Linked DNA regions of Mus musculus: region 1 is linked to region 2. Evidence: chromatin contacts called from public ChIA-PET data. All regions are on one chromosome and are shown on one strand. Each heading gives the region's core, a stretch centred on a gene start, on an enhancer-like site or on the middle of the called end of the contact. The rest is flanking DNA. Distances are from core to core; before and after follow the strand shown. Region 1 has its middle 230 kb from the start of Gm36886. Region 2 overlaps Gm36723 (a long non-coding RNA gene).

Region 1 (3,596 bases), core at 401-2,900, 340 kb before region 2:
GCCCCATGATTTTAAATTTTGAACAATAGCAAACTACAAAATAACACTTTCCCCATGACTTCAATCACATAAAAATCTTTTTTAGGTGAACCAAGAACAAGCTAAAATAGAAGGGAGGGGAATAGATAGATAGATAGATAGATAGATAGATAGATAGATAGATAGATAGATAGATAGAGAGACAGAGAGAGAGAGAGAGACAGAGAGAGACAGAGAGAGAGAGAGACAGAGAGAGAGAGAGAGAGCAAGCCTGTGTATGGTGAAACAAGAAAACATTTAACCCTTAAGAGCACTGTCTGACAACACCATCCCTTTTCAGTATATAAACAAGTCCATTCAGCATTCAGTTGTAGACAAAGTCATCAAATTTACTTGGAGCTGAGCAAGGGGTTTAAAAGGCTGAGAAACAAAGGGTGAAAAACATTGGAATCAGACATCAAGTTTCAGAATATAATACAGATGGCTTCATGGTTGAAGAACAGGAGTCTCTAGAAGTAACCAGAAGCCCACCTGGTGCCTTTTACAGGCATTGAGCCAGAATCATCCTACATGTTCATCAGAGCCACACAAAATTTAGTACGAAACAGAAAAAAAAAAAAAGCCCAATCATATGTTTCCATTGACTACTTAATATATCTATTGCTCAGCCGCTGCAAACTACATGGGGCTTTAAACATGCAGAGTGTAGAAATGACTTAAGAAGATGTGAAAGTATCTGAAGGTTTCTTGTGAGATCTGGATGAGGCTATTTGCATACGACAGCCAGAGCAAAACCACAGGAAGCTATCTCCACCTCGTTCACTCTTCCTTCCTTTTGCTCCAGCCCATCCATCCTTCTTCTCTCACCACCAGGGCCCCCTCCCAGTAAACTCCAAGCCACGTGACTGTTTTCAACATCTGCTTCCTTTCTTCTCTTTCATAGAAAGCACGCATGAATAATCAGACCGCTGCTGTTAATTGTAAAAATCATTAGTAAACTTCCAGGTGCTGTTTACTATATATGCATTGTAATTTTCTATCCTAAAACCAGCAACTCCCCCGCATCATTGTCTGCCCTGGGCGTGAGCACTCTGCAGCTTGGAGGCTGTCAAAGGCGGTTGCAGCCCCACTTGCAGGGACTGAAAGGGGTCGATCCACACCTGCAGTGTTTGAGGCAATAATTCCTAATATTAACCAGACCTCATGAGGAGCGGGCCCTTTTGCCAGCCTCCTCATGATCCGACACTTACAATCCACGTGAACTCTTTGAAATAAGCTAAGATTGGCCGGCCCCCTCCCTGAGTTCATTCTTCTCTCTCCCACCATGCCGCCCTATTGTCCAAGGGCTCTGGAATGAGACTCGCGGAAGATTAGAAAGGAAACCCAGACGGCATGCCAGTCTACTGCCTATGACAGAGGGGCCTGCGTCTTTTACACCACAGAGGCGGAGCAAGCCGGTGGACCCGAGAAAGCCACAAGGAAAGGAAAGGATGGTTTCTGGAGCTGCACCTGAGAAAGATCAGAGCTCAGAGGAAGTAACTCGCCCGAAGCCACACAAACACAGCCTAATGCTTTGGTTACACAAAACACACCGCAGCTTCCATCTGTTTCCTTGAAGGCACCTGTGGTTTTCCTTCCAGCATTTCAAGAGACAAGGAAACAAAGCTTGCATTTACATTTCCCAGGTACAACCAGGCACCCCGCGCACCTGCTGCTCCCTGTGGGCTTCCACACAGTCCTAGTTAGCTTCAACTGTCAAACTGACACAGCCTGGAGTCATCTGAAAGGAGAGCAGAACCAGGCTGACCAGCGGTTGTATCTGTTGGGCATTGCCTTTAGTGTTAAATGGTGGAGGAGGGCCCAGCATACTGTGGGGGACAGCTGGTCCTGAACTATACAAGAAAGCTAAGTATGGCTGGGCGGTGGTGGGGCACGCCTTTAATCCCAGCACTTGGGAGGCAGAGGCAGGTGGATTTCTGAGTTCGAGGCCAGCCTGGTCTACAGAGTGAGTTCAGCCAAAGTACACAGAGAAACCCTGTCTCAAAAAAAAAAAAAAAAGAAAAGAAAAGAAAAGAAAAGAAAAGAAAAGAAAAGAAAAGAAAAGAAAAGAAAAGAAGAAAGAAAGAAAGAAAGAAAGAAAGAAAGAAAGAAAGAAAGAAAGAAAGAGCGATCCAGCAAGCCACAGCCCTCCATAGCTTCTGCTTCAAGTTTCTGAATGAGCCCTTACCATGACTTCCTTCAGTGGGACTGTGATATTGAAATGTACACAAAATGAACAATTGCTTCTCTAAACCACTTTTGGTTATGGTGTTGCAACAACACAATAGAAATCAAGCAGGTGCTTACTCCGTTCCTGTAGGAGAAGCACTGACAACTTTCTGGGTCCTGTGAAGGAATGCACCTGGGTCCCCAAAGGCTACTCTTTGACCTAGAATGTGCTGCATTTTGTGAGTTTACACCATGGTCAGTTCCTACTGCTAGCTTGTCACTCGCTCATACACCTATGTCAAGGCTTCTTGACATGCCTTGAGAAAGACAGCTTTGAATACATGAGTGAATGAATTAAAACCTACCAAAATGATTTCTATTACCTATACCTCTCATAAATGTTAGCCCTAAGAAGTTCAACACCAAAGTTCAATGGCAACAGTGTGTTAGTCACTTTTCTGCTGCTGTGGTGAAACACTGTGATCAAGGCAACTTATAGAAGAAAGAGTTTATTTAGGCTCATGGTTCCAGGGGGTTTGAGTTCATAATGTTGGGGACAGAATGAAGGAGGTGGAAGGCACGGTGGCTTGAGTGACAAGCTGAGGGCACATGTCTTGTAACATAAGCAGTAAGCATAGATAATGACTGGAAATGACATGAGGCTTTAATCTCAAAGCCCACCTCCTGTGACATACTCCCTCTATTAAAGCACATGTCCTAAACCTTCCCAGACAGCTGCACCTTCTGGGAACCAAATGTTCAAACGAACAAGATGATGGGGGACATTCCTCACTGGAACACACATGGTAGGTGCAGGTGGATCTCGGGGTGGGTAGGGTGGGGGCGGAGAATGGGAGCAGCGTAAGGAGGTGGTGATCTTTCAGCAATTTCCATAAAGCTCGCACCTACCGCCCACTTCAGTGCACCATAGTGACAAAGTGACAGTGGCCTCTGCTGTAGTCTGAATGAGACACAGCCTCACAGGTCTCATGTGTTTCAACATTTGGCAGCTTGAGACACTGTTTGGGAAAGGGTATGGGACCAATAGGACGAACTTGCTGAAGAAGTATGTCACTGGGGACCGGTTCTGAACTTTGAAAGCCTGCCTCCACTTGTTGACAGATGCAATGGTAACCACTGTCTTCCTGTTTCTGCTGCCGGGCTCTGCCCCCAGCTAGTGCTATGCCCCACCGCCACCTATTGCCGTGTTCCTCACCACAGTGGACTCTCTCCATCTGAAACTCTAAGATTAAATAAACTCTTCTCCGTTTTGTCAGGTTATTATATCACAACCAGAAAAAGACACTAATACAACTAAGTGGCTTTTGATCATCTAGCTCTTCTGGAAAGTTTCATTTAAATGGCTTAGCCAACAAAAGTTCTGGTCTTCAAGCCTGATGACCCACGTT
Region 2 (3,622 bases), core at 541-3,040:
CCCTCCCCATACAGGGATCTTCGGATGACCTTTCTGTTTCCTCCCTCCATGAGGCTTTGGGGAAAAAAAAAAGAAAAAACTCAATTCCATCAAAGAGAGAGAAAGAACAGGCAGGTGTAAAATACTGGCCTGGCCTCCCCAAGGTCATGTTTGTGTATGCATGTATATGCATGTTCGTGTGCATTCACACATGAATATGAGTCAAAACACATGCCTTTGGGCTTGTACATGCCTGTGTTCTCAAGTGTGCGCTTGTGTGTGCGAGTGCACAGGTGTGAGTTACTTAATCTCCGTGGACCCCGATTTCCCCGTCTGTAATGAGGATGCTTCTGTATCAGAAGATTGTCACAGAAAACCTGTGAAGCAACCGTAGAGTGCAGACATATGATGTATCCACACATGGTATGAATTCTATACCTCAGTATAGAATGCATCAGGATATTGTCATCCACACTTGGCCAAGGTTCACCAGAAGGGTAAGTTACTTACCCTTGGCCATGATGAAGCACACAGAGAAAGCAAGCATCACTAGCGCTCCAGCCCCAGTTCAAAACAGGATATGGCCATTGCAGTTGTCACCAATGCCCTGGACAGCTGAGGCCTTGGCTGAGGGACAAGCAGGCCACCATGTGCCCTCGAATCAGGAGAGTCTGGGAGTGATGCATCAGGAAAGAAGCTGGCTGCAAACCACGCAGACCATGGGAACATCTGTGACGGTGAAGTGATAGCGCCAGAAAAGGTGGCCCCAGCTGTGCGCGTACTTCTTCCCTCATCCAAATCCTGCTCTCCCACAACACCCACCCCCACATACGCCCACTCTCCTAGACCCTCCTGCTGCATGCTCCCAAGCCAAGTCTGCTTCGTGGTTATCACTCTGGTTTGTACAGGAAAAAAAAATTATTGAAACATGTAAGTATATAATATTATGAAGAAAAACTTCCTTGGCAGCAAGCTTTCTTTTCTCTGTGTAGAAGAGATTTCCATTGAAAGGCTGTTACCCTACCTCCTATTCAAACACTGAGTTCCATATGATCACCCTCACCTACCACCACAGCATTATCACATCTAGGAATGTGGGTCAGGAAGATTCTGAGAAAGCGTTGTTGTGGAGCCAGTGACCATGAGCTCATGTTCCTTTAGCCGAAGGGAAGCATTACCAGCTGGGACACACGTCACCCAGTGTTCTCCTCCCCAGGGGCCTTTCAGCATCTTGTCTCCACCCAATCTGTCTTGATGGAATGCCTTCTTTTTTCTCCAGCAAATTTAATCTCAAAAATGGAACATGTGAGTGGAAAATATACCAAAAATAATAAATATCCCAGCTCATCTGCTGTGGGTGCCATACAGACAGAGAATATATCCAGTTCTCTGCCTCCAGACATGCTTAAAGAACACGCATGCTGATCTTAGGGGCGGCCTTGATCCATATGGGCTCTCATTATCCACCAGGCATCTGCTAGGTGGAGCAGTTTGATGACAGCTTGGATGGCCTCAAAGCCTAGGTGACAAAGACACAGCAGAGAGCCCAGTGTATGGAGACACAACTTTCAGGGGCCAGAACGTAAAGTGTCCATTTCAAAGATGAGCAGAAGTTAGACAGGCAGTTAAACTGAGACCACAGAACCCAAAATGTGTCCATCCAGAGGCCTGGCTACAAGTTTAGCTGTAGGCCCTGGGGCCTTAGATAGTTATCTATTCAGAATGTGGCCAGCAGTCACCATGGCAGGCTGCAAACCCACAACCACCTGCATGCCACACCAGCATCGCCACCTCAACCATCTCTGTACATGACTTCCTGGAAGCTCAAGCCTTGTCTGCCAGATTTGTGAATGTAGTGCCGCATCCTGCAAGGTGGCAGCCATGCTGACAACTATCCCAACAATCATTAGGACGGCCACCCAAGATGGGTTGACCACTGCTCTGCTCCTCTCTCAACTAGAAATAGATAATCCATACAAAGAAAACACAGCAAACCTGTATGTAAAAGAGGAGTCAATCCTTACCTTCACACCAGCCATACCTAAGTCCAATAGCATGGGTCAGAAGTGCTCAAAACTTTGGTCTCTGGATCCTAGTACACTTAAATTCTGAGAAGTCTCAGGAGGAAATATAGGCATGTATGCATGTTCATGTAGGGTGTGTACATGTGTATACAGGTACACAAGCAGATGACTGAATGTATAGATGCTGATGACGACCTTGGGAGTCATTCTTAGGAAGAGCACCACTTCATTTGAGACAGGATCTCTCCTAGTAGTCTGGAATGATGGCTTATAAGCCTCAGGAGTGCTCAGGTCTCTGCCTCCCCAGTACCTTGATTGCAAGTGTGGATCACTGCAGCTGGTATTCTAACATTGGCTCTGAGGATTAAACTCAGGTCTTCATGTTTGCAAAGTAAGAGAATTACTGACTGGGCCATCTCCCCCAGCCTTATGGAGATAATTAATACCATAAAAGAAATGAAAATGGCATAGACTGGAGCCATTAGGTCACTGAGAAAGGAGAGTAAGGGGCTCAAGGTTAAACCAAGCTTCTGGCAGACAAAATGAATATTCTGTGAGGATGGACAAGGTAAAGAAACACGAGGTGCCTAGGCAAGGTTTAGATGCAACTCCGAAAAACAAAAGCCAGTACCTAGTTGAAACCACCTAGGATCATCCTCTTGGAGAGCCCAGCTGATACAGTGTCACCTTGAATAATTTAGAGGGAGAAGGACATTAATAGGTGTGTGCATTCCCTCTGCCATCTGCCCATAGAAGTCAGTAAGACAGAATTAAGGTTGAAAAGCTGACTGAGGCTAGTGGGGATTTTAATGTAGACATGCATCCCAAATTCTGTGTATCTCCCCTGGATCAAGCTATTTCTCGGAAATGGGTTCTTCCAGTTTTCCTGGCTTGCTCCGTTGGCTGCTCAAAGGTGAACAGCCAGGAAATGTTCCTTACTTAGTGGTGGACTACTCCTTACTTAGTGGTCATTGATCCTCTTCACAAAATTGTGCCAATAGCAAACGGGATGACCTTCAATGAGCTTCGGTCAGAAGCTATGGCTTTAAAACCCCAGAATCATAATGAAGAGGCAGAGCTAAACCCCAAATATGGACATCCTTGGACAGAGTTAACATCCCCCAGTGTTGGAATTATAACCCCTCTGTGTGGCCTGAGGGTGCTACATGGTCCTGGGATGCAGATACCATCAAAACATATTTGTGGAATTGTCTGCTAGATACAGATATCATATACAGAATATATACATATATAGCTGGATAGATTGTCTGATTTAAATTGACTTCTCTCTCAATTATATTAAGGCCACAGCAGAGGAAAATTAAAATGGTTGCTATGGTCTCCCAAGGCTAATGAAAAGTTACAAGGGAAGCATTCTGGTGTTCCTTCTCCTTCACATGTTTTATTTACCCACAGCATGATGAGGATGATGGTTGTGATTAGGATGATGGTGATGATGGTGGTGCTGAGGAGGAGGAGGGTCATGAATATATCAGTGATGGTAATGATGGTAGCATTGGTGAGGATGGTGGTGGGGATGATTAATAGATACCATATTGAACTCTTCCATTTGCCAGTCCTCTCCCATACATCCACTCCCTACCTCCTATTTTGTAAAA

Evidence for each region. ChIA-PET counts read pairs in DNA pulled down with a chosen protein or histone mark.
Region 1: an RNA polymerase II ChIA-PET map of memory CD8 T cells shows a contact between it and region 2, with 7 read pairs. The contact joins two enhancer-like sites. A contact is called at or near these places in 1 of 484 Hi-C or Micro-C datasets (DN3 thymocytes) and 3 of 115 datasets of contacts at active chromatin or transcription factors (T-cell acute lymphoblastic leukemia, craniofacial prominence and memory CD8 T cells).

The regions. Positions count from the first base shown.
Region 1 is chr12:25,700,470-25,704,065 of GRCm38.p6, reverse strand. No RefSeq gene overlaps it. Among named protein-coding and RNA genes, the nearest start is that of Gm36886, 230 kb to the right of the region's middle. Within about 2 kb of position 1,650, at least 32 of the 459 cell types and tissues checked have an H3K27ac peak or open chromatin away from gene starts, as enhancers often do. A contact at or near this core is called in memory CD8 T cells, where this site is marked.
Region 2 is chr12:25,361,084-25,364,705 of GRCm38.p6, reverse strand. The region is part of intron 1 of Gm36723 (a long non-coding RNA gene); the gene reads right to left. Among named protein-coding and RNA genes, the nearest start is that of Gm36723, 7.0 kb to the right of the region's middle. Within about 2 kb of position 1,790, at least 9 of the 459 cell types and tissues checked have an H3K27ac peak or open chromatin away from gene starts, as enhancers often do. A contact at or near this core is called in memory CD8 T cells, where this site is marked.